Regions from separate parts of the Zea mays genome. Here all the other regions are linked to region 1. The links are chromatin contacts, called in public Hi-C maps. All regions are on one chromosome and are shown on one strand. The core of a region is the stretch at or near the end of the contact, and the rest is flanking DNA. Distances in the headings are between cores, read along the strand shown. Region 1 holds the start of LOC100279902 (Protein binding protein). Region 2 holds the start of LOC103635747. Region 3 holds the start of LOC100282644 (peroxisomal carrier protein).

What was found. A called contact is a pair of places that touch in the nucleus more often than the background predicts.
Region 2: a contact with region 1 is called in a Hi-C map of endosperm, with 3 times the contacts expected there. The contact joins the promoter of LOC103635747 here to the promoter of LOC100279902 in region 1. A contact is called at or near these places in 2 of 25 Hi-C or Micro-C datasets (endosperm and tassel).
Region 3: a Hi-C map of ear shows a contact between it and region 1, with 3 times the contacts expected there. The contact joins the promoter of LOC100282644 here to the promoter of LOC100279902 in region 1. A contact is called at or near these places in 8 of 25 Hi-C or Micro-C datasets (ear, endosperm, leaf and 1 more).

What each region holds. Positions count from the first base shown.
Region 1 is chr8:117,152,902-117,158,029 of Zm-B73-REFERENCE-NAM-5.0, reverse strand. It overlaps LOC100279902 (Protein binding protein), which reads right to left and starts at 2,753. Exons shown (of 8, transcript NM_001361004.1): 1 at 2,066-2,753; 2 at 219-673. The coding sequence starts at 2,724.
Region 2 is chr8:117,390,757-117,395,884 of Zm-B73-REFERENCE-NAM-5.0, reverse strand. LOC103635747 reads right to left here and starts at 2,366. Exons shown (of 14, transcript XM_008658128.4): 1 at 1,937-2,366; 2 at 590-662; 3 at 367-500; 4 at 1-287. The coding sequence starts at 2,053.
Region 3 is chr8:116,993,144-116,998,271 of Zm-B73-REFERENCE-NAM-5.0, reverse strand. It overlaps LOC100282644 (peroxisomal carrier protein), which reads left to right and starts at 2,259. Exons shown (of 5, transcript NM_001155552.2): 1 at 2,259-2,715; 2 at 4,258-4,489; 3 at 4,562-4,708. The coding sequence starts at 2,552.

The sequences.
Region 1 (5,128 bases), core at 1,504-4,003:
TGCATTACACCTCAAAGAATCACATTGATGGTGATGCCACTGTTGTGCTATTGATGGTGATGCCACTGTTGTGCTAGCCATACAAGAGTATCCGGTGACTCATAACATGGCAACTTGGCAAGGGATTATGAACTTAATTTGCATCATATTACATTAGCCAGGAAATTTCTACAAAAGGAAAAAATGATAAGAGGCGATAAGTGTAGCAACTGCTATACCATCCCGTGCATATGTCAATCTTCCAACAGGAAAAAGCCCAAAAACCTCGCCAGCATTAATAAGTGGAGGAAGAGCAGAAGGAGAAGCAGATTTCAATATAATTGTGGTCAAGCCTGAGAGAATCCATTGTGTTGCAAAGACAGAAAGACCAGCTGATGTGACATTTAGATCTTTGAAAAAGAGGTAATCATTTATATACACGTCAAAGGTCCTTGAATTATCAGGCAATGTATCAGCAAAGTAGAGGGCGACATAATAGCTATCATTTTGGAGAGGCACTGGAGGCCATTGTAACACAAGCGGTGCATCTTGTTCTGCTATGAAAGCTGTGTTAAACACATCAGGAGGGGGAAGATTCCAGAAGTCGGCTGATGTAACATTTTGGGTGCTACTGACAGCATGCTTGTCGTCTGGAAATGGCTGCCAATAGCGATCAAAACTGTCATTAGGGTACCTAACATTAAACACAAGGAATCGAGTCAGAACTCCATAAAAATCCCATGGTTCATACACATTCAGGCAATTAATAAACAGACATAGTATTTGCACTCTTAATCAATCCTATGTCACAAATTCCATCTTTTTTATATTTTTTGGCCATAATAATTCCACATAAGCTCTATGAGTATGGTGCGCCATGACCCATGACCATAGATCTTAAAAGGTGAAACAGTTTAAGAAAATAAACAAGTGAAACAGAGGATCTCTCCTCAAAGTAATATCTATCAACTTATACAAAAGAAAGCCTACGCATAGCATATCTCTATGATACATCCCAGGGCCTGTTTGAGAACACTGTTTTTTTAAAACCACGGTTTATAATATCACAGTTTTCCGAATGCCATGATACTACTATAGTATATTTTACATCAATTCAATCCAATACCTGTTTGGAGACACAATATTTTGGTTGCAGCGTAGGAAACGGGAAAGAGAGACTGCAGCCAAGCGCCAACGGAAAACTTTGGTCTAGACCAAAGTTTTTTAGACCCCAAAAATACTATAGTAAAACCATGATTTAAAGTACGGAGTTTTTGATGTACTCCCAAACACTTTTTAGTCTAAAATACCATGGTATGCTCAAATATCACAGTATTGTCTTGGGACTAGGGAAATATTGTGTTCCCAAACACACCCAGATGATCTCACACAGAAGAATTCAATTATGTGGGAGCACATCACACATCAGCATTAGGCTGTCCGCAGTGACTAGCTGTATCCCCTACTCTATCGATATAGAGTTCGGTATACAGTAAAAATTTGCTGCAGCAAGCTACTTCACCGGCAACTGTAAACTTGGAGAGAGCACTGGAAACGGCATTTTCAGAGTCTGTACTTTTTCTACTCCAAATCTCTCTCCTATCCGTCAACGACAGTGCACGCGCCTGCTCCACACGTGCGAGGCAGCAAATTTGGTGTAGCGAAGTGAAAAAAATATTGATAAAAAATGTGGTGGTTTGTATAGGGTTGAGATATAGAGTAGTTATGGATGCGGGAGTTTGGCTACTGTATTTTAAAATGTTGATGACTAGGACAAAATATTCTTTTTAGAGTAGAAATTTAGAGTAGGATGAGTGCGGATAGCCTTAGAAGTTCTGAAAGAACAAAGGCAGTCCGATTGACCTATGCTTACCCAATAAATGTTTTCAACAGATGATGTAAATTAAACTCTACTAAGGCTAAAACCTTAGTATTAGGTGTTTAGGTGCACAATAAATTTGCTGTCGGTTACAGCTTTACCATAGTCCTGTTGACTACAGTCACTAAATTTGAGAAACCCAATTCAACAATTCCACTGAGCCACAAAGGAGCACTTGAAGTAAGGCAAGACAGGCCGGCCACTCACCTCTCGATGCCGCCAGTGGAGCCAAACTTGGTGCGAGCAATGAGGCCCATCGCGCTGGTCGGGAAATCAGTTGCGTTGTACACGGAATCGTCGAGCTGGATCACCTGCAGCGCGGAAATGAATGGCCTGGCGTCGGTATAGTCCGGGTTCACCCCGAGACAGAAGCTCATGTTCCTGCCACTCGCAGGGAACACGCCCTCGTAGGACGACGCGGCGCCGGCCAGCGCGTCATCGGTGGTGTTGACGGCGGTCCAGAAGGTACCGTCCACGATCAGGTCGAAGACGGGCGGCGGCGGTGCAGAGGAGGAGGCGAAGAGCGCGCCGTAGAAGAATGTGGGGCGGATGAGGTAGCGGCGGTTCCGATCCACGGGGAGCTCGTAGCAGAACTTGGCCCCGTAGCGGAGCGGGAAGGTGCGAAGGGTGGCAAGCGTGGGGTTGATGAGGCCCGAGAGCGAGACCACGCCGGGGGTACCGGCAGAGACATAGTCGCCATCGGGATCCCAGCGGAGGCCGCGGCTGTCGGTGGTGGGGGACGCCGCGCCACAGTTTAGGAGGTAAGAGAAGCCGCGAAACCCCTGTGCGGCGACGATGGCGACGTGAACGGGGAGGAGGAGGAGGAAGACGGCGGCGGCCACGAGGAGGGGGCGGGCAGGCAGCATTTTGGTTGGGCTTTTTTGGCTAGATTTTTGGGTGGGAATGGAAGGAACTCGGGTGTTTTCTGGTTGCGGAGCCGTATGCAGGTAGGGTGGCAGCGGAGTCGTTGACTCGGCACCCAGCGGGGAAAGCGGACGCGGTCGTACGTTAGTCCTCAAGTTGCAATGCGAGTCCCGGCGGCTCCGTATAGGGACGGCACGGCAGTGGGGGCGGTTTCGGGTCGGACTTCTCTGAATTTCGGATATCGGGTTCAGCAGGTTTTTATTTGAATTTGATTTTTTTCCTTACGGTTTTAGTGTTCGGGACCCCGACTTTTTGGGTCCACAAACCAAAAACTTATCGGATTCAGTTTTAGATTTTGATTTTCACCCGTGAATGTCCAATAAAAAACTTAAATAGTTTATTTCTAATAAAACAAATAAGCCCACATTTGGTTCCTTTAGTACAAAAACTAAAGTTTAGTTAAAAGATTAATAGCGTGTTTGGTTTAAGGATTGAGCAAGTCCATCATTTTTTCACTCCTCTTTTTTTTTATTTAGTTTGTGTAATAAAATGATTTTATCCATCATCGTTAGTACTAATAGTTAGTTAGTACTAATTTAAGGAATAGGATTATCCCATCAAATTTGAGGAATGGACCAATGATGCACCATCTCATTTTGGATGCAATTATTCATCAAACCAAACACCTCGTAAAGTTTAGTCCCTAACCTGTTTGGTTTTAGAGACTAAAAGTATTCAAAACACGTTAAATGAATCATAAGAAGACCAAAATACCATTTAACATTCTCGCGCTACTATTGCAACTGAAATAAAGCAGGGACAAAAGGTGGAATTTATATGGTTTAGTCACTTTTAGTCACCCCTTGAGGGACTAGAGACTAAAACAATTTAGTTCATGTTTTAGTCCCACCGTTTGGCAATTTAGGAACTAAATGAGACTAAAATGAAGAGACTATTTTTTAGTCCCTCAAACAAAACAAGGCCTAAGTTGTTTATATAATTTATTCTAAGAGGGTTTTTAGAGCTAATAATTAGCTACTAAATTAGCTGAAAACATCCAAACAATATAGCTAACAGCTGAGCTATTAGCTATTTTTAACAAATTATCTAATAGTGAGATAGGTACTTGTTATCTAGCTAATTTGACTAGTAATTTTTTAGCTAGCTAAATAACTATTAACTCTAGTGCATTCAAACATCCCCTAAGTCCTTATTCGGTTGTAAGAGATTAATTCTCTAAGGGCCTATTTGGTTATTTCAATCCATATGGATTAGAGGGGATTGATATGGATTGGGAGAGATTTTGACTTACTAGGAATTAAAACTCTCTCAATCCCCCTCAATTCATATGTGAAAGTCGCCTAGAGGGGGGTGAATAGGCAAATCTGAAATTTATAAATTTTAAACACAACTACAAGCCGGGGTTAGCGTTAGAAATAAAAGCGAGTCCGAAAGTGTTGGCGTTTCGGACCCCGGGGGACCCTCAACCGAGCTGACCAGTGAATTTATCGTTGCATGCCCCTGCCCAGATGGGTTGGCGCAAGATGAAACACAATGGGAAACACGGCTTGTATTATCTCGCACCGGGGGTGCTCGTAGTAGGGGTTACAAGCGTCGAGAGAGAGAGAGAGAGAGAGAGAGAGAGAGAGAGAGAGAGTGAGCCTGTTCGTTTGCTCGTTCCCCCGCGCGACCCCCCGCAGGAAGGCCATGGACCTCCCTTTTATAGATGCAAGGAGAGGGTACAGATGTACAATGGGGGGTGTAGTTATGCGCTAACGTGTCCGGCAGAGAAGTGCCTGAGCCCTTGTACATGCCAACGTGGCTGTCGGAGAGGTGCTTGAGCCCTGTGTACGCGATAACGTGGCCGTCGGAGAAGTGCCTGAGCCCTGTAGAAGCACAGCTAGTAGTGCGGCTGGGATCCTGCTGACGTCTCCTTGCTTCCGTAAGGGGCTGAGAACCACCGACGTCATGGACGCACGTGGGGAACCATCATTACCTATTACCGGGGCGAGCCAGATGGGACGCCGGTCTTGTTCCCTCGTAGCCTGAGCTAGCTAGGGGTAGGGTAATGATGTATTCCTTGTGGCGCGGTCGGTCCGAGCCCAAGGTCGGGCGAGGCGGAGACTTCTCCTGAGGCCGAGGCCGGGGTCGAGCGAGGATGCGATTCCTCCCGAGGTCGAGGCTGAGGCCGAGCTCTGGGGTCGGCTGAGGCGAAGACCTCCTCCCGAGGCCGATGCCCATGGTCGGGCGAGGCGGAGCTTCCTGTTGCGCCCGAGGCTGAACTCGGCTGTTGTCGGTCTTACCCCGGTGGGTGGCACAACAGTCGGAGCGGGGCGAGCGACGCTGTTTTCCTGTCAGGTCGATCAGTGAAAGGGCGAAGTGACTGCGGTCACTTCGACCTTGCCG
Region 2 (5,128 bases), core at 1,117-3,616, 240 kb before region 1:
GGCAAAACTTCAGGCACCAGAGCCCCAGCAGTCTCATCTAGGTTGTCTTCTGCAGATGATGAAGGGGAAATATCTAGGCCCAGGCCACTATATATAGCAGCAGTATTTCTTGGCAAACTTTTATTGCTGTTCAACTTGATACGTATTTTTCGTGCTTTCTGCTCAGACCCAATGACTGCTCTGTTTAACATCTGTTGATTGCCATCACTCTCATTGGATATTCGACAGTATTCATTTTTCCTGCTGCTGTCTAATTCCGTCTTAACAAAATGGTTCTTTTGCGCATTCTGGAAGCACATTGTAATATTGTCACATGTAGGCATCAATCCTAGTAAGTCAATATATGTAAAATTTTGTAAAGTGTACCTCTGTTAATACATGCAGGGATCTCGAGGCACTGCCATGGTTTTTTGGATCTGCAGTGTTCCTATATTGAGGAAAGCCCAAAGGGGAACGTGGGTATGTTGGCAAGAACGAACCATGGCATCCATACATCGAACCTATGTAGTGTGAACGATTTTTCACATAAGCCAATATAACATCAATAACTGTACAGAGCAAACAGGTTGGCAATTTTTACTCCTCTTACCCAAATTCATATGAGTTATTTCACCTTCAAATTTCTTGCGTAAATGACCCAACACATTTTGGATTCTTTCATCCTGTGAATAATACAGCACGCTTTAGTCTTTTAGCACAAAGAACATAGTTATAAGTAAAAGTTTAAAGGCTGATCATCCAGAAGGATGAGGCTGTACTATGAGAGTGTATACTAAAAAGATAAAGCATGTATGTAAAAGGAGAAAGCCGTTTCTTCTTTTTTGAAGTATAGACAGGTATGGAACAACAAAGTTAAATGCACTCTTTCTGGGTGTAAAACTATCAATAGAAAGCGGTGAAGCATAAGCTTAGAAGGAATAATTCAGCCCTCAAAATACACATTATCACTTACATCGAGGTAACCCCAGAACTATCATATAACAAATATATTAAATCCCTTGAATACATACAAACATGTATGAGTTACCTCCCCACGTATGTCAGCTAGGAAGTCCTTTCAAAGAAAAAATCAGAGTAGAAGATAAATTTTGTCTATATGTTGCCTCTAGGCACTGATCTCAACAGCAGAAATTGATTTGTGTCCAACCTATAAATTGTAAAGTACAAGGGCCTACCTAGGGATGAAACTAGAACGGAAGCAGACGGATACATATCTATGTTAACATAGCAGAGTTTTCACCAAGCAGGACAGGTAACCAGAAAATAACCAAAATCAAATGGAACAGAAAATGTGCACGTGAACCAACAGTACAAACCATACTACTGCCAATCACCAGCAAACTTGTCCCAGTAACCTGCTAAATCTAGCACTGAAATTGAGAAGGTTTCATAATTCACACAAGGGGTACAAGAAATCACCGCAAACTAGTACTACTACTCAACGGTTGCAGAAGTAACTACCAACTAGTCTTGCATAGTTGCATTCTCATGTCGGCTCCGATACTTTACCAGGTAAAGCTAACAAGTTAGCCAAATTCGAATCCCCCACAGAGGCCAGCAATGAACCGGCAGAATCGTAACCCCCCCCCCCCCCCCCCCCCTCCCCACAGCATTCATGTAACCATGTTAGATTGAAGCATTGATGTTGCATTGATAAAAAAAACAACCATGCATTCGTGTCAATCAGTGATTACCTCAACCACACTGCAAAATCGACCTAAATCTCTGCAACATTGGTAACAAGTACTTGTATATCATACTACCCGTAACGCAAAAGAAAACAAAAAAACAATCGCAACGCTGCGACAGCAACACTAATCACCTCGGCACGAGAACGCATTCGCATACTGACATCTGATCAGCCATTGATCCAATACACTCTCACACGCAATAGGACGACGAGGAGGACGAGGAGGAGAGCAGAGAACGTTCTTACGATGCAGGTGAGCGCGTCGGGAATAACCAGCTCACGGCCGCCGCCGGAGGCCGCCTCGCCCTCCTCCAGCTCGAGCTCCCCTTCCTCGTACCCCATCTCCCCGCGCCGCCCCAGCATGACGTCGTCGGCCGCGGGGCGACCCCCGCCGATCGCCGACGCGCCGCAGCCGCCAAGATCACGGCCTAGGGTATTTCACGTTGTCCTTTTCTCTGTTTATAATTTTATTTAATTTTATTGTCTTATTGTTTTTTTATTATGTGCTCCCTCGTCGCATCGGACATCGGTGGTGTGGTATGTGTCTTCCTCGGAGGAGAGCAGAGGACAGAGGACAGGATTGTATGTACGGGAGAAATATAGAAAATATATATACTAGTAGGACGCAAAATATTAATTCGAGGCCCGTGCGGGCCTGGCAGAGCTTTTGCATGCTACTTGTTGGTGCTGGCGGAGATGCCGCATTTTGGATGGGCGTTGGCCGTTGGACGGCGGAGGCGCGGAGGTGAGGCGAGCCTGGCAAGTCCGTGGAAACAAGGCGGCCCGAGCGCACGACGTTTGTGCAGCGGCAGGGAGCAGGGGAAAGATACGCGCCGACCGCGAATGACAAGTGCACGCAAATCTGGCGCGACCACGCGTATCCTACGGCATAGGGCATGCTATATACTATATATCTATTTTTAAGATTTTTTTCCTGAGAATCTTATTAGTGAGAGACTTTTTTTCATTTCTATCAAGTTCGTATTTTCTAAGGTTATTGAAAATATTATAACTTATGTTAGAAAAATATGGTAAGAATTTTCATCATTATTTCATATTTCATTTACCCTAACCTAACAAAATAATTATAAAAAGATCATAATATATTTTTCTAGTCTAAAATATGCTATTAGCTACTAACAAAATCTGTACTGAAAACTCAGTTTATACATAAACAAATGAAAAAAACAAATTTTGTTAAAAAGTAAATTGAAGCAACTCAAATGGGTGGATAGATAAAATGAACAAAAAATACTTTAGAGGGTTATGTGAATATTGTCCATAGAAGAGGGGAGTAATTTGGACTTATTTATAGTCAAAAGTCAACCAAAAGAGATGGCTTCCATCCAAATTCACATTCAAAAGCAACTTTTGTTTAGCACAAATTTGACATCACTTTTACTTATGTCTTTTACTTTCAACTATTCACAAAAATCACTCATCTACCATTGTTACAGAAAAATATCAAATTATTTTTCTTTTTGCATACACACGATTATTTCATGTCTGCATCATCGAAATTATTCATCACTCGCTGCCCCCGCTGGTGATGCCCATATGTCGTTTCCCACCACGTCAACGCCGCCCCACCTCCATATGCCACTTAATTAGGTCATAGAAATTGTCGAAACAAGTCAACATCCAGAAATCTAACAATATGTTGCATCACCATCTTTTGAGTAATTAGGTCATATAACATGTAGCCCATTAGGGGAGCACAAATAGGGGTCCTTGGATTCCTCTTAGACTTATATTCAGTAGTTGTCGCTCACGTTAGTATTTGGATTTTGCTTTAGAACAATCTATTTTTTGAATGGTTGTCGTTATCGGTATGTGAAATCCCAAATTTGAGTACTTAGTCATATATATGTAATTATTATTATACTTGAGTTATATTTTATCATGTTTTTGTTTGTATTCTTTGGTTGTCACGAGGGATTAGTATCCTCAATGAGGGTAATTAGATTGTGACGTGGTTAATAAACACAAAAGAGATGGTGCTAAAAGGTTATAGGGTTTGCATCTTTATGGTTTGCAGCTAGATCGGTCTATCGATTTCCATTAAATCGATAGTTATCTTAAACTTGACAGAAGATTAGGAACTACATCCCTATCAAATGGCATCTGACACTACCGGAATCGACGGCTTTGCCGAGTGTCGCACTCGGCAAAGAGGGCTCGGCACACAGTGCATCGATAAAGTCTTCTTTGCCGAGTACTTTTTCTCAAGCACTCGGTAAAGATTTTGCCGAGTGCCAGGAAGTACTCGGCAAAGACTTTGTCGAGTGCCAGGAAGTACTCGGCAAAGAAAAGCAACCGTCATGGTGCCGGGTGACGGAGACGACGTCTTTGCCGAGTGCCTAGATGACACTCGCAAAGGAGTTACCTTTGCCGAGTGTCTGCCGGCCAGCACTCGACAAAGAATATGTCAGCGGGGTCCCCATGCCAGGTTCTTTGCCGAGTGCTTTGTATGGCACTCGGCAAAGCGTGCTTCTTTGCCGAGTGTCAGAGCCACTACACTCGGCAAAGAACCTATATCGATGCCCAGATCTTGGTTCTTTACCGAGTGCTATGGTCCTGACACTCGGCAAAGAACCTATACCGGTGCCTTAGGCCTTCTTCATGTCTTTCCACCACTTGGCGACTTCATCTCTTGGTTTGGTCTATCACATAATGCTGTCAGATCCACTCTTGCCTTTACGTTATCCTTTGACTTATGAGGAATGTCCATAATTGTTGCCCACAGTGCCTCAGCAACATTCTTTTCAGTGTGCATCACGTCAATATTGTGTGGAAGGAGCAGGTCGTCATAATAGGGGAGCCGAGTCAAGCCAGACTTATGTGTCCACATATGTTGCTCACCATATCCCACAAAACCACCTTCTGTGTTGGCCACGAGCCCATCTATCTATTGATGAATTTTGGCACCAGTCATCGTTGCAGGTGGGCGGTCTGTCACTACGACACCTTTCGTAAAGTTCTTGATGTTTAGGCAGAATGGATGGTCAGGAGGGAGAAATTGTTGATGTTTATCGAAGGACGAATATTTGCCACCCTTTTTCAACCAAATGAACCTGAGAGCTTCCTTGCAAACTGGGCATGGGAACTTACCATGAACACACCAGGCGCAGAATAGCCCATACGCCGGTAAGTCATGCATGGAGTACTGGTACAAAACATGCATTCTGAAGTTTGTCTTCGTACCTTGGTCATACGTCCATACCCCTTCCTCCTAGGCACATACCAATTCATCGATCAAAGGCTCCATGTACACGCCCATTTTATTCCCTGGGTGTCCGGGAATTATCAATGACACAAATATATTCTGCCTTTGAAAGCACACACCAGGGGGAGATTGATTGGGATAACAAACACGGGCCAATATGTGTACGGGGCAGCGCTCATTCCATAGGGATTGAACCCATCTGTGGCCAACGC
Region 3 (5,128 bases), core at 1,010-3,509, 160 kb after region 1:
AACTCATGGTGGCTTGATAATTCCTGGTGCAGGTGCTCACTCGCAGGGATGGTGTGAAAACTGTGTAGGATCATAAGCTGCAGGAGAATTCGTTAAAACTGAATATCGTTGAGGCGGATCGGAGGAACAAGAAAGAAATTGGTCATGCATCGGCATCATTCCAGAAGGTATTGAAGTGATCAACCATTATTTTGATGAGTTTAATGTTTACTTTGCATTTTTTTGGAGTTCTAGGTCCGAGCCCCAGTCTTAGCATTAACAAAGACCGACCGTTTACCGCATACAGGTCAACAGGTGGATAGAACATTTCCCGACAGGTCCACAAAGAACACCACACTGAGCTAAAAATCAATTATGTGCCCCACTCAGAAACCCAACATCAGAAAGCTAACCTATTTCCCTCTTGAAACACCTCTCCCAAAGGCGAGAACTCCACCAGACGACTTGACTTGAGGTGAAACTTTCGTTAGCTCCCAAGCAGAAAGCACTCTGGTAAAGAAAGTTCTCCCATTTGTCATCCACTTGGTTTAACCGTGCAGCCTTGGTGGTGGTGGTGGTGCCGGCGGCGACCTGCAAAGAAAAAGAAAAATCAAAGGAATGTTTCTCATTGCTCTCGCATCTAGAGTCTATGTATTGACTGACTCTGTGGTGCTTGCTGAAACTGGGATGCTTGCTTAGTCCGTTGATCTCCCGCCCTATGTCAAAACACATTATTTGTTGCTTTGGATATGAAAACTGGATTCTATTAGCAAGTTTTGGCGACTCACGTTCAGATTGTAGCTTAGGAGTATAAGTTTCTAGGACTACATGTATCTCTTAGCTAGGAAAAGCAAAAATTCAAATCAATCTGACACTTCAGGCATGTAGGTTTGCAGAACATTTGGTCTGTGTCTTTGGAAAGGAGGGTGCAACATTGCATTTTTTTGAGAAGTCACCTGGTGTAGGAGTATCCATCTGCCATGCACGAGAATGACCAGCTCCAGCTGATCTGAGCTGTCAGGTGCCAATAATGCCGGCAGACATGGATCGATCAGACTGCACCAGTACGAACCAACCATCGTGTAGTATTTGTACGTACAGTCCCCTCCCGTTCCCTTGTTCGATTCTCAGCGCCTGCCACTCTCTGACATGCATGAGACACGCTTCTTCTAGAGCAGATCGCCTCACGATCTGATCCGATCCTCTCACACGATCCTCTCACACGTCGTCGCGTCGCCGCTGCACGCACGCTTCGTTCGATCACATACGCTCGGGCCTCGGGCATCTGGCCGCCTTTCGGATTCCATGCATGCAGATTGCAAGTGCAGGCAGTCTCGCCTCGCGTGTGCCGTCCACCGCCGGCCACGAGGTTACAACACGCACGAGGTGTCGACGGTGTCGACGTGGGCTTGCAGACGGACGTGCCTCGGCTCGATCCCCGCCACCGTCGAACAGCCTTGGCTCGCCTCGGCTTAGTCCTCGACGTCGGGCTGAGGTCAACAAGATTGCCACGCACGCTCCAGGCAGGCGGGGGCTGTGGTTGCGGCTCGTCCTTTGGCCTTGCCGGTCATGGCAAACAGAGATGATGGGAGGGGGTTAGTGCATGCCATGTGGGCCCAACTACACCAACAAACGGGCAGAGAGGGGAACAAAATATAAAATCGATGGCATAGAAGGGATGCTACAATTTATAATGGCACATAAAGTATCGGTGTAATTTTCAGTGGCACAGAGGGAATTAACTTATATATAACTTTGTGAGAGGAGAATTTCATTACGGACGGCTCGTGAATGTTGTCATCCATCTCATAATCGTATAACACATATGTATATATAAGTTATCGAGATATTATATGTTTCAGATGCAATGTACGAGTACTGACCTATCTTATATAATACATTAGGTGAGTATCCGTGCGTCACAGGTCCAAGTTTCTCTTCGATGTCATCCCGGACAACTCGCATATATGTATCCTCTATCTCATAACTATATAACACATATGCGCATATATAAGTTATCGAGATATTATATGTCTATGTTGCAACGCACGGGCACTGACCTAGTACATAATAACATAAGATAAATCCCAAAAGAAATCTAAAATCTAACTGATTATACGCGCGGACGTGCCACTACGACGGATAGTCCGTCCGCCAACGCGCACGTAAATAAATGCACCCAGGAACAAAAGTCGGCACCAAACAGGCAAACACCGCATCTCGAAACCATGGTGCCGCGCGGACTCGTCGGTCCGCAAAATACCGTAGACGCCCGGCCCGGCCGCCCGCACCTGCCCCCGCTCAGCGTGGCGGCTGGCGTCCCCATCCCACTCGTCGCCCATCTGCCGTGACGTCTCTCCTCTCTCCAGCGGTTCCCATCTACTACTTAACTCGCAGGCCGCGGCCGCCTAGACCTTCCTCTCACTTCGCGGGTACGCAGAGTCGCTAGACGCACCTCGCTCGCAACTTGTTGGACTCGAAGGGGCAATAGACAGCAGGCAGGGCCCCGAACTGCGGGAGGAGATTCCCAAGGATCTCGTCGGCCGGGTAGAGGAAGGGACGGGGACGGGCGATGGCGGCGGACGGCGGCGGCGGGGTGGACTGGGAGAGCCTGGCGGAGGCCACCTCCGGGGCAATCGGCTCGCTCGTCAGCACCACCGTGCTCTACCCGCTCGACACCTGCAAGACCAAGTTCCAGGCCGAGCTCCAGACGCACCAGGGCGCTCAGAAGTATAGGTACTGCTGCTGATTCCATCCCTTCCCTATGGCTCTTCTCTGGTCGCCTGATCCGTACGACGGGGCTCGTGTGCCTGACTCGTCGGAAGCTGGTGCCCCTCTCTCTCTCTCTCTCTCTCTCTCTCTCTCTCTCTCTCTCTCTCTCTCTCTCGTCGGTCCGTGAGGATTTGGATCTGACTCTGCGGAGGATGATAGAGGTTTCCTGTTTTTTTCTCTCTCTCAAAATCGTGATTTGCAATTTGGCCTTTTGTATCTAGAGAGGTTTCCTGAACTGTGCAGTGGGCGATGAGAGTGCTTGGGACGGCTTGGAGAGTCTCACTTCAGTCAGTCAGGACGATAATGCCTTTGTTTTTGAAAGTTTGGAGTATTTGCAGTAATCAGGTCTTGATTGAGGGGTGCAAATCACGATTACACAATATATAGGCACGTTCATCCGGTTTATGGAAATAGAACCGGAGAGGGGTTATCCGACGCCAATTAAGTAAACCACAAGTAATTAAACCGCAACTAAGACACCCAACCCTTGTATAATCTTTCTAGGCAATCTAACACCCCTCCGCATCTGGAACACGTCGGTGGAGCGGATGTTCACGTTGAACCGAAACTCCAAGAAGACTAAGGAATGAAGGCCCTTCGTGACGATATCAGTGGATTAGGAGGTCGTTGGGACATATATAACACGAACAACACCGGCAGCAATGCGTGAAGGTCGATCTCGACGTGTTTGGCGCGCTGATGTTGCACCGGGTTCGTCTCTAGATAGATGACACTTAGGTTGTCACAATAGACAAATGTCAAATGTGGCACGTTGGAGAGGCTATTTAAGCTCAAGGAGTTGGCGGAGACAGGAGACCTCTACTATGCTATTGGCGATTGCGTGGTATTCGGTCTCAGCATTGGAGCGTGACAGAATATATAGGCACTGTACCATGAGACAACACTGAGGTAATCACGCCTCCATTGATACAAACCACGATTACACAATATATAGGCACACTCATCCAGTTTATGGAAACAGAACTGGAGACGGATTCTCAAGCGCAAGTAAGGAAACCACAAGTAAGGTAACCATCTAGGCAATCTAACAATTTTGACACTAGTTGGCCCCAAATTCTCCATGATCGCTATTGAATCGAACTGTCTGCCCATGAGGTCACATTTATGTGTGCTTATCCAGCCTTCCTGTGTCAAGTCGTTGTAAAACAGAAAGAGGGTAAATGTTTTGCTTATAACCTTTAGAACTAGCGTAGACTGAATTGTTTACGTGAGATGGACACATGAATGGGTGCCTTACTCTATTAGGCTGCGATAAATTCGTTTCTCCTGGGATCTGGGGATTGACAATATGGTCAGCAATTATCATAACCAGGCTAGCTGGGGAAGGGGGATCTTGGTATGTTGAAGAGAGATTTCTTCCTTTCCCCTCCATCCGAGTTCTTATTGTTAGTGCTATTCCTGTATGTTGTTACATCTCCATCATCTATTTTGTGCATGTCTAGTTACTCCACACAAACTAATTGGCTTCAAATGTTTGTTTTTCAGGAACCTTTCAGATGTCTTTTGGGAAGCGATTCGTAAAAAGCAATTTTTGTCCCTATATCAGGGCCTGAACACGAAGAACATTCAGTCTTTTGTCTCCTCGTTTTTTTATTTTTATGGGTATAGCTATTTTAAAAGACTCTACTTGGAGAAGAGTGGAGCAAAGTCTATTGGAACAACAGCCAACTTGTTAGTTGCTGCTGCTGCTGGTGCTTGTACTGTTATCGTGACACAGGTAACTAATGCTATAGGTTTGCTGAAAATTAATCTTGGCTGCCTGGTCTTATATGTGCTTCTTTCCTACCAGCCATTAGATACAGCAGCTTCTAGGATGCAGACAAGTGTCTTTGGAAAGTCTAAAGGGCTGAGAGAAACTCTTGCAGAAGGTACTTGGATGGAAGCATTCGATGGCTTAGGCATTTCCATTATATTGACTTGCAATCCTTCTATTCAGGTATTAAACTTGGCAAGGTTCTTGTATAATGAATATTGTAGGACTATAAATTGATAATTAGAGCTATGGTGTGTCAACTTTTTGTTTATAAACAATTAAATCAGATACTGAAGATTGTGTTAAAGAGATATTATTCTCCGAACAGACTCCGAAGGTGTTCAGTTTTTATTGTCTGACATTTTCACGTCAATAAGACAACAAGCAAATACAGGCAGGGGGGAAAACTTGGGAGCATAGATTTGGACATGTATATGATATGTTTCTGCAATATTACCATAAAATATCAAATGTGTAATAGGAATATGACTATCCTGAAGCAGTAACGGGAACACTTGGATACCTGCTATTGTCACTAATTCACTACAAATACGTACAGATCATGGTTCTGGAAAATGTTGTCCAAAACTGTTGCAGTTTTTG